Regions from separate parts of the Mus musculus genome. Here region 2 is linked to region 1. Evidence: chromatin contacts called from public HiChIP or PLAC-seq data. All regions are on one chromosome and are shown on one strand. Each heading gives the region's core, a stretch centred on a gene start, on an enhancer-like site or on the middle of the called end of the contact. The rest is flanking DNA. Distances are from core to core; before and after follow the strand shown.

What was found. HiChIP or PLAC-seq counts read pairs in DNA pulled down with a chosen protein or histone mark.
Region 2: an H3K27ac HiChIP or PLAC-seq map of acute myeloid leukemia shows a contact between it and region 1, with 3 times the contacts expected there. The contact joins two enhancer-like sites. A contact is called at or near these places in 2 of 484 Hi-C or Micro-C datasets (cerebellar granule neurons and macrophages) and 1 of 115 datasets of contacts at active chromatin or transcription factors (acute myeloid leukemia).

The regions. Positions count from the first base shown.
Region 1 is chr2:129,486,432-129,492,166 of GRCm38.p6, reverse strand. All of the region lies in intron 1 of F830045P16Rik (RIKEN cDNA F830045P16 gene), which reads left to right. Among named protein-coding and RNA genes, the nearest start is that of Gm14040, 27 kb to the left of the region's middle. Within about 2 kb of position 2,181, at least 85 of the 459 cell types and tissues checked have an H3K27ac peak or open chromatin away from gene starts, as enhancers often do. A contact at or near this core is called in acute myeloid leukemia, where this site is marked.
Region 2 is chr2:130,038,255-130,043,989 of GRCm38.p6, reverse strand. It overlaps Tgm3 (transglutaminase 3, E polypeptide), which reads right to left. Exons shown (of 13, transcript NM_009374.3): 9 at 5,382-5,627; 10 at 1,925-2,233. Among named protein-coding and RNA genes, the nearest start is that of Mir6339, 25 kb to the right of the region's middle. Within about 2 kb of position 3,294, at least 28 of the 459 cell types and tissues checked have an H3K27ac peak or open chromatin away from gene starts, as enhancers often do. A contact at or near this core is called in acute myeloid leukemia, where this site is marked.

The DNA of each region.
Region 1 (5,735 bases), core at 932-3,431:
GCCTTCAGGCAATGAGCTTCCCTTCCTGGGTATCCCTTCCAACAAAAGGTATTCAATCCCTGGCTCACCCTGAGTATGGTGTGTGCATTCATATCCTCCATCAAATAAAACAGTTCGGACAAGAGAAGACTGTTTCTTCATCACAGATCGCTGCCAGGGAAGGCCTTCAGAGTTAGTAAAGAGGGGCACCTAAATCTCCTGAAGAAGGCCTTCTCTCTCCCAGCCCCTCTGCACTCAGAATCACATCAGGTCCCACCCCCTGTCCTGGGCTATGTCTTCCCTTTTATGCCCAGTGAGTGGATGCTCTGAGAGGAATCGTGGATCGCCATTCCTGACTCCTAGCAATATGCCAGTGTTGCCTGGGTACACAGAAGACTGGGAACCACAGCAATTGTTTCAGACTCTGCTGTTTCTTACTTCAGAAAAGCACGGACTAAGGACCCCCATTACAGACTTTGCTCTGCTTCCCTGAACAGTTTCAGTATATATATATATATATATATATATATATATATATATATATAATGTGTATATATGTATATATATGTATGTATATATATGTGTGTGTATATGTATATATATATAGTGGCCTATAGGCTGTGGTCCAGCTAGCCCAACAAAGGCTATCTCCTGAGGCAATGTCCAAGAACCTGGCAGTTATTCAGTTCATGAGGCTAGATGTCTTAGCTGGTCTTCAGTCAGTGCGAGAATCCTGAAGAAGCAGGTTCTAGCACCAGCAAAGGAAAGCCTCAGCAACAAGGTAGATACATTTGCCAGCAATGAAGGAAGGTAGACAAAAGGCAAAAGCTTCCTTCCTCCATGACCTTTTATATGGACTGCGACCAGAAGGTGTGGCCCAGATTTTGTGGGTCTTGCCACTCCAAATGAGCCAATCAAGGACCCCTCACAGGCGCGCCTGGCTGCTTGGGTTTTGGATGACTCTGGATGCAGTCAACTTGAAAATCAAGATGAGCCACCACACCGAGGATACTACAAATCTCTTTTGTCTTTAGCATCATAGTCAGGATCCCTCCCCTAGCCCCAAGCCATTTGGCTGGTGACATCCAGCTGATGATACGCCTGAAAGATTAGCCCTGGTATAATTGATAAGCCTTTGTTCATTATTTTATGTTTTTATTTATCATCGACCACAAAAGATATAGCCTACTTGAATTTTGTAACTATTTGTTTACAGTCTTAAACGAATTTGGAATTCCTCTGGGGATTCCCATAGAGTCAATGCAGATACTAAAGGACCCAGATATTGTCCTCTTATCCCTGGACTTAGCTTTACTAGGAGGAGGGGAGTGGAAGGCCAGGGTAAAGGGTGCAGCCAATGAGGCAGTGTGCAGGTCCCACCAGTCTGGTTGTAGGCTTGAATAAAAAGTTCCATGGCCCATAGAGCCACCATATTTTAGCTTGTGAGATGAGCACAGAATACTTATCACATGTCCCTTGTTAGTTTGAGACATTCATAGTGTGGATACAGGCTCCAAGCGTCCCCCATTAGACAAAAGAATCCATCCCCCTGTTGTGTGAGACTTGAGAAGTAGCTCGTCTTCCCTATTAAGGAGGGGTGTTCATTGGTGGCTCTGCTTATAAAGTTGGGAACAGGAGCAAAAGATTCTGGCAAGTCTCGCTTTCCCATATTCTGCAACATTCATCAACTAACACTCAATTGCTACAGTGGGCTCTGTGCCCCATCCAAGGGAAAGAGTACTGTTTTCGTCAGGGGATGTTCTTATGTGCAAGCAACACGTATTGTAAAGTCAATCAATTTTATCAAAGTCTTTAATTCTCCATATCGAATTCTTTGCATACATAAAAAAGTAAAACCAAAGTGAATTCTATCAGCATTAAGTCCTTTATATAATATGGTTTTGTGTGGTTTGTTGTAAGTGCTGGCCCATGGTCTAATCCTGTAGTAATAGGAATTACAAACCTAGAAACCATTTCTTTTAGAAGCAGGGCCACCTCCTATGAGTAGAAAAGATTTCTATCCAGCCTGAGAAACTACACAGACAAGCAAGCATTTGTAACCCCTGATTTAGGGAAGTTCTGTAAAGTCAACAACCAATTTTTTTTTAATTGGGTTTTTCCAAAATTCTGCATTTGAGGAGGGCCCTAAGTCACTGTCATGGGTTATCCTGGGCACTGGGTCACACTGTCCACATGCTCATTGGGTATCCTGGCAAGTTAGGGAACATAAAAATGTGAGCCTAATATAGTTTCCAGAGCTGTCTGGCTGATGTGAGCTCCCTTATGGAACTGTTTAACCAACTCGGGGCAATGGCCTCAAGGATGGCTATCATTTCTCGTCAAATGCTCAATAGTCCCTGTTTTCAGTCTTAAACAGCCATTTCTTTTTGTAATTGGGGTCCCATTTACTTAATAGGCTGGGAATCAATGAGGTTAGTCACAAAGGAAGTTCTTCTACCACTACCTCCTCCCCCCTACATTTTGGGGAAGTTGCTACTTCTGTTTCTTTCTGCTCTGTGGTTGCCCCAGGCAGTAGCAATATTTCCCTTTTGCATGTAGCAGAAGACAGATAATTTTACCACATTATCAGTAGCAACTGGGAGGGGGAAGGTCTTTGTCTCTGAAGATCTAGCACATTGCCATCTGTATATATATTCGTTTTTATTACACCCCCCCTTTCAGTGGTAAGCTACATATCTCTCACATACTTGTTTAGCAATGGTGTAGACCCCATATGATTATAACATCTATATTGCATCAAATGTAGCCTGAGGTCCCTGCTGATTTCTTTTTTTGTTGTTTTGTTTTTGTTGATATTGCTGGTTTTTGTTTGTTGGTTGGTTTCTGTTTGTTGTTGTTGTTTTGAGGCATGATTTCTCTGTGTATCCCTAGCTGTGCTGAAACTTGTTCTGTAGACCACGCTGGCCTCAAACTCACAGAGAGCCACTTGCTTCTGCCTCTCAAGTGCTGGCAGAGCACTTGGGCATGTACCTCCATGCTGACCATAGGCACAACTTTTTAAGTTAGTTTTTGTTACCATGAATAGATCATTATCACCTTAGGAATCTTAATAAACTTTAATGATTAATTGTATCATCCTTAAGTCCTGTCTTAGTTAAGGTTATTATTGCTGTGATGAAACACCATGACCAAAGCAACTTGGGAAGGAAAGGGTTTATTTGACTTATACTTCCATATCACTATTCATCTTTGAAGGAAGTCAGGATAGGAACTTAAACAGGGCAGGAACCAGGAGGCAGGAGCTATGGAGGGTAGTGCTGACTAGCTTTCTCTTCATGGCTTGCTCAGCCTTCTTTCTAATAGAACCAGGGTGATCAGCCCAGGAATGGCCCTACCCACACTGGGCTGGGCCCTCCCATATCAATAACTAATTAAGAAAATTTCATACAGTCTCGCTTATAGACAGACCAATCTTATGGAGGTATTTTATCAACTGAGATTCCTTCCTCTTCAATAACCCTAGTTTGTGTCAAGATGACATAAAACTAGCCAGAACAATGGATCCTTTGTCAATTTGACACACAAACACATCACTTTTAAGCAACAACCTTTCCTCTCTTGTCCATCTCCAAGATTTCACGTGAATATCAACATTACAATATAAACATCCCACAGTCTTTAAAAACTCAAACACTTAAAAATTCAGTCACTTTAAAATATTCAGGCTCTTTTAAAATCCAAAATCTTCGTAAAATCCCCAATCCTTTTTAAAAGTTCAAAGTCTCTCGACTGTGAGCTTCTTTAAAATCACATTCTATGATAAAACCAAATTTGAGCAGTAACTATGTACAGATACAGCCCCACAGGAGGTACTAGAAGGAAAACTTCAACCCAAAGAAGCTAAACACGCCCAGGAAAACACAAGGAATACATTATATCAGATGAGCAAATCAAAAGAAGAAGGGAAAAATTCGTACACCACCCCAACCAAATAATAAAATCAACAAACACGGCTCGTTCATGTCTCTCAACATCAATGGTCTCAATTCCCCAATAAAAAGGCACAGTCTAAACTAAATAGATTTGAAAACCTTCAGTTGCATCCAAGAAACACACAGACATATATCAGGGTAAAAGGATGGAAAAACCAGCTCAAAACTAACAGACCTAAGAAGCAAGTCCTTGTAGCCATTTTAATACATGACAAAAGAGACTTCAAAACAAAACTAATCAGCAGAGCCAGGGAAAGACACTATGCATTCACTGAAAAGAAAAATCCACCAAAAGGACATTGAAATTCTTAACATCTGTGCATCAAATACAAGAACACTTTTATAAAAGAAACATTACTAGAGCTTAAATCACATTTGACCCTCACATACTGATAGTGGGAGACTCAATACCATGTTCTCAGCAATATATAGGCTACCCAGACAAAAAAAATAACAAAGAAACTCTGGAGCTAACTGGTGTCATAAACCAAATGGAGCTAACAGATATTTACAGAACATTTGGCCCTAATAGAAAAGAATATATCTTCTTAGCAGCTCATGCAACATTCTCCAAAATTGACCAAATGCATGGACATGAAGCAATTCTCGACAAATACAAGAAAATTGACCCAACACCCTGCATCTTATCTGACCACCATGGATTAAAGCTGAGTATCAAAAGCAGAAACAAGAGAAATCTTACACACTTATGGGACATGAACAACTCACTACTGAACGAAAAACAAGTCAAGATAGAGATAAGTAAAACAAAACAAAATAAAACAAAAAACTTAAAACTCTCTAGAATTGAATGAAAATGAGAATCTAATATACCCAAACTTATGGTACACAATGAAAGCAGATTCAAGTTCCCATAGCACTAGATTCCTCCATTTAAAAAAAATGGAGATAGCTCATATTAGTAACTTATCAGCACACCTGAAATCTCTAGACTAAAATAAAGTAATAACATCTAAAAAAAAAAGACTAGATAGCAAGAAATACTCAGACTCAGCATTGAAATCAATAAAGTAGAAACAAACAAAAAAATCAATATAGAGAATGAATAAGACAGAGTTTGTTCTTTGAGAAAATCAATGGAAGTGACAAACCCTTAGCCAGTTTAACTAGAGGGTTGAGAAAGAAGATCCAAATGAAGAAAATTAGAAACAAAAGGGGGACAACAGCAACAGTCATGGAGAAATTCCGAGAATCATAAGAAAATACTTTAAAAACCTGTGCCCCATACTGATTCTTCCCTTCTTTCCCCTTCCCCTCTTCTCTTCCTCCCAAGTCTCTCCCGTCCTCTACTTTCCTTGATTATTTTGTTTTCCCTTCAAAGTAGGACTGAAGCATCCACTCTTTGGTCTTCTTTCCTCTTGAGCTTCATGTGGTCCGTGACTTGTATTGTGGGTATCTTTGCAGAATATCCACTTATAAATGAGTGCCTACCATGTGTGTTCTTTTGTGACTGAGTTACCTCACTCAGGATGATATTCTCTAGATCTATCCATTTGCCTGTGAATTTCATGAAGTTATTGTTTTTAATAGCTGAGTAGTAGTCCATTGTGTAAATGTACCACATTTTGTATATCCATTCCTCTGTTGAGGGGCATCTGGGTTGTTTCCAGCTTCTGGCTATTATAAATAAGGTTTCTATGAACATAGTGGAGCATGTGTCCTGACTACATGTTGGAGCATCTTCTGGGTATATGCCCAGGAGTGGTATAGCTGGGTCCTCAGGTAGTACTGTGTCTGATTTTCTGAGGGACCACTAGACTGATTTCCAGAGTGATTGTACCA
Region 2 (5,735 bases), core at 2,045-4,544, 550 kb before region 1:
TTGGCTAAATGCTTCAGTTCTCTCAGTCATCTAATAAGCTGTGATCCTAGAGTGACAGTGTCCTCGGCTTCCTCCCCCTGGGCACTCCTGCTTCAGAGCTGTTCTAGGAAGGAAAAGGTTTTCTAAATCATGTCTCTCCTCCTGCGCTTCCCCACAAAAGCCTTCCATGATGTCTTACTGCCTCAAGGATAAAGTTCAGACCCTCAACTTGGCCCTGTCACAACTGTGCAAAAGGCACCTCCTCCTTAAAGACACCCCGCACTTCTTCATGGGTCTATACATATCAGGCTTGTTTCCGCCATACTTCTGACTTGTGGGTTTTCCCTTAATGGGATTTCCTCCTCTGGCTTCTCTTTAGGCCTCAAAGAGAAGCACCCTCCGTGGTGCTGGAGACAGAATCCAGGGCCTTGTGCACACTAAGCACATACTCTATCAGCGAGCTACGCTTTCACCCCGCAAAACCCTCCAACACTGCAGATCGTGGGGCTCTCCCTCTTCAGATGGTCTTGGGCATCGCTTTCCTTCCCCGGCTGTGCTCCATGGCCTTGAGGGGTAAGACAACTGGGAGAAGGTTCCCTCTGCTTCTACGGAGGGGATTGGCTACAGCAGTCCCTCCTACTAGGGAGAAGCAGTTCTCAAATCAGTTGATGCAGCCTCCTCAATGGTCTGACTCTGAAGCTCAGAGATGGAACAAGACTCACTCACATTTGTCCAGGAAGCGCCTGAGCGTCAGGCTCCAATGCCCACTCCACCTGCTTTGCCTTCCAGTCTGCTGGGGTTTTTTGTTTGTTTTGTTTTGTGTTTTAACAGAGGATGAAAATTTTTCCCCCTTCATATGGGATATTTTTGGTCTACAGAAATAGGTAGCCTTCTTGCCTAGCATCTGGGAGACCCTGGGCTCCCCTTTTTTTTTTTTTTTAATTTTTTAGGTGTCAGAGGTAAATAACACCAACAGTTGCTTCTGACACTGACATTTCTGCTGGAAGGGATGCTGCCTCTTAGCAGAGGTAACACAGCTCAATATTTCTTGGAATTCTTTCAGGACAGGCTATATAATTAACCAGTTTCTATTAATTCTTGATGTGAAGCAAATAGTCACCCCACCCTTGTCAATCTGCTTTGTCAGCCCAAACTTTTCATAACAGCGCCAGGATTTTGCCAATGCCGGCACACACCTATGTTCTAATCCCACAGAATCAGTCTCCTTCTGTTCTGCCTGGTTTCCTTCCCATCTCTGCTGCCCTGGAGCAACAAGTCACTGAACCTCCCAAATGCTTAGCTATCCAAGAAAACCTGTCACTGTCATCAGGAAAATTGTACCCAGAGCCTGAAAGCTATGGGCAACATGGGGCAAGGATTTAAGACTCTGGGATCTTTCAAAGACCACCCAAGGTCAAACCTACAACAGAACTGGGGCAGGGGGCAGTGAGAACAGGAAAACAGCTACAAAGCCTAGCAAACAGGAGGTGACATCAGGACACCAAGGACCAACACCTCAGCACTGGCCCTTAATCACCATGGCACAAGCGAGTCACAAGTATCCGAAGCCTTCTGTTCAATTCTATAACATGAGGCTTGAAATCACCCCTTTTTAAAGAAGGTCAGATGAGGTTACATTCAATCTGAAAATCATGCAGGGTGGCATAAACCTGTACAGGGCACTGTGATGTGGCTATGAACTGCTGAAGCCTCCCTTCTTCCTTTGCCAGGGCACAACAAACATGGAGTTACCACCACAGTGACTGTCCTTGCTCATAAGACAGCAGCTTCCAGAACATCAGAACTAAGGCTTTACCCATGGAGGCTGTTCACTACTCTGCCCACAGTCAACCGACTCACGGGAAGCAGTAGGATCCCATCAGTGAGCAACTCTTTTGGGCCCTAGATTGATTGAGTCCCACCAACTACAGGATGAGTCAGTTACCTTCTTCAGGATCCAAGGATATTGTGGCTGAGTCCTTCCACACTTCGTGGACAAGGGTACCATTGTAGACGATGGTCCAGGCTGTCATGTTCATCGTCACTGTCTTCCTGTCATTAGTCATGTTTTTGAGCATCAGGGACAGACTGACTTCTTTGCCTACTGCCAGTATCCCCGTGACCTTGAACTTCCCAGAAATGCTGGGCTCCTTGTCTTCCCCTTCTGGATTCCTCGAAGATGTTGCGCCGAAAGATGCGTTAGGTTTGAGTTTGTCCAAAGCCTTTTGGTGCACTTGTCTTTCCTCACTGGAACCTGTGCATTGGCGAGGGAAACAAAAACTAAACAAGGGTACCTCAGAGATATAGCTGCAATTCAGACAATGGACAGTGCGACCCGCCTGGAAAGTGGCCTAGATCTAACATTGACACTACTTCTACCTGTCCAAAATGCTCCCAGCAAGGGTCTAATCTTGTCAGGTCTCCATTAACCCTTCTTAGTATAAGGCTTCCAGGCCAGCTGGGCTGTGGTCCCTTTTCAATCAAGTCTATACCCTTGGGAAGCCACTGAGAAAGCTAGGTCAGTTTCTGCAAACATTACTATGGGGCTTCATTATTTCCTTGTTTTAAGTTAGTTTTTTTTTTCATTTTCTACCTCCCTTCCTCCCTCCTTCCTTCCATCTCTTTCTCACTTCCTTTCTCGTTCTTTGACTGGAAGGTCTTTTCCTGAGACTTGAAGAACAAACCGATCATTTAAAAGCAGACAACAAAACTGAATGGAGAGAATTGAGAATGAATCCATAAGCAAAGCCAGACTCAGGAGGAAGAACTCCAAATCCCGTCCCCACGTTCCCCAGGCTGTGTCTAGAGGCACTTTGAGAGTCAGCAAGTGACACTTTTGTCTGTGCAAGTCAGCAAGAACATCCTGAGGCTGATGAGGTTCTAAGTCATGGCTAGTTTGAATTGCTGAGATGTTTGGAGTCTCAAAAACCACAAGGGCTCAAACAAAGGGTGCATTCCCTGACTCTATAGGTGCTGCTGACTATGGCAGCAGAAGTAGTGAGAGGACAGCACTGGTGACACCCTAAAGGCTCGGCACACTGGGAACAGAGCAAACAACTCCAAGCTCAGGCTGACTAAGCAGTTCACCGGCTGCTCCTGGCCTTGACCTGCAGACACATGTACCATACAGCAGAAGGTCTTGGCCTCCCAAGAGGACAGAAGAGTGACCATGTTGGCATGTATGGATCCTTAGGCTTTCCTAAAACCAACTTGTGAAAGTTTCAAAGTAAACCAGAAGGCTTAAGATAAGTCCTCTCCAAGTCAGTGAGTCCTTTCCATGAATTATGTAAATTCCCTGGCAGGGACTTCAGAGGCTCATGCAATCTAAGGGAAGCTACTGGTTTGGGCTACTCTGGGATTTAGATGAAGAAAGGGAGGGACTCATCTCCAGAGATCTGGAGCCTGGTCTAAGGCTCCTCCCTTGTACCCACCCTGCTGAAAGCAAGAGGCTAGATTACCCAGCTTGAGAGCTCCCGGAGGGTCAGGTTCCTCTGACTGCCCTTCCATCCTCTCTGACTGAGCTGTCAGTCCACACCCAAAGCTGAAGGCTCTACTGAGCCTCTGAGCCTCTTTGCGTGAGTCCCCGAAGCAGGCTTTGGACAAGGAGGTTCCAGAGCCTATATAGGTCACCTGCTGAGCTTACTCAAGACTATGCTTCCTGCTGCTGTTTTCTCACCGCAGTATTGCTATTGTGCAAATGCTTAGCAACCCATTTTTATGAGCTTTTCCTGCCTGGGGCTCTCTGAGACCAACTGGCATTATTAGGCAAGAAGATGTAGGTAACGTCAGATAGCTGTTCCATCCTGCTGTCACGCATGAGCAGAGGTCCTGCCAAGAGTCCTGGAGGGAGCTTCCTACTAGGCTTCCCTCCATTGCTTAGAAGGTTTCTAGGACTTCAGAGTCACAGGATCAATATGTGAGAGTAGTAGGGAAAGTCACAGGCTCATACAGCCAGGAGAGCAGCAGTACATAAACAAAAGAATCTGTGGAAAGGTGTTATTCCAGGGAAGGTAAGGGAAGGTATCCAAATGGATGGAGCTCACCATCCTAGTCATTAAGTCCTTACTGTGTGCCAAACACTCTACTCTGTGTGCATTTTTGTATTGGAATCCAACCCAAGAGAGACACTGCTATTCTTGTTTGGTTGGCCGGGGAACAAGAAAATCAGAGATAATACAAAGCCTGTTATAAGTGGTAGGTAGGATGAGAGTCTCCTTCTGTCCTGGATTGTTTCCTGTTCCCCATGCTTGTCTTACACCATGCTATTGAAATTACCAGCCTGGCACCTGCCTCGCCAGTGACACCATCTGCTGAGATTTATCTACAGGGTACCTGGAGTAGGCACTCAGACTGTGAAAGTTGTCAGATAGTTTATTACAGCAGGCATGATCTCTTTCCAATGTTCTACCATTCTCAAACAAGTGTATTTCTATTTCAGAGAATTTCAACAGTGTTTACAGACCACAAAGTGTCCATCCACTGGTACCTAGAGTGGACACCTCTGGTCTCAGAGTTAGACTCCACCTTCAAGAGACAGTTTTCTCCTTTGAACACTGACCAATAGTCAGCAGTTGTCGGAGATTCGGTCTGATTTTTAGAAGCACACTTTTCTTTCACCCTTCCCTCTACCACTTCCTAGAAATTTCTGTGAGGATCATTTGAGTCTTGAGTCAACTTTCCCCAAGTATTTTAGAAAGAGCAAAGTATGAGTCCATTGGAGAGTAGCCATGGCCTGCTAGAGCAACTGCTAAATTACTCTGGGCTGTTTCTAAGGCAGAACCACACTTCCAAGTGGAAAGCTTTTGCCTTCCTTGAGAACGGCTTTGCTGCTGGTTCCCATAGCAACATGGTGTGACCATGGCCTTCCTAGGTTACCGTAGGAGGATGGCAGCAGTACAGATGATGGAGATTTCATTAGACTCCTTTAGGAATCATACCCCAGGGCTCCTGAGTGGGTGGGGGCCAATGCATGCAGATGGCACAAGCTCACATCCCTGAGTTTGTTTCTTTACCGAGATGGCATTCTCTGTCTGTGTTCTTGGAGACTAGAGACTTGATAGAGAAATGTGTCCCAAAGCCCTTGAGGACCAGACCTCTCCCTGTGATGCCCAATCATAGTAACATCAGTTCAGTTGACAATTGAGAAAGGACATATCTGGAGGTGGACTGGGTTTACCCTTGTCTGTGCTCTGACGTTAACTCCCTCAGATATTGTAGCTGTCCTTAATGCTTCTGTCCCCATGGAAAACAACAGTTGAGCACTTGAGACATCCTGCCATTTCTTTACAACTAGCTGGGATGTCGGAGTACCGGGGAAAGGCTCTTTTTCTTGTTGCTCTCAGAGCTGTCCACCCATCACCAAGCCCCCCCATGTGGCATCGCTCCATCAGCACCCATCCTACCTTCTGGATACTTGTACTTGTCTGTGACATCCATGCGAGAGTTGCTGCCTACTGCCTTGGTGCTGATGTATTTGCCAATGGAGTGAGTGTCCACAGAATTCTGCTTCTGGGTGTTATTTCTATTATTATAGATCCAAGTGATGCGATCTGCATTAACCTCCGCGAAGATGAAGATCATGTCAAAATTCCGGTCCACATCACCGGCTTTGATTGCATTAACGGAAGCTGGACCGCACTGGAACACACCTGATGGCCAGAATGTAGAATTTAGATGCATGCAAACCACAGCTAAACCCATCCACTCCAGCCTGGCTAGGATCTGACTCTGGGGGCATACTGATATGACAACATAGC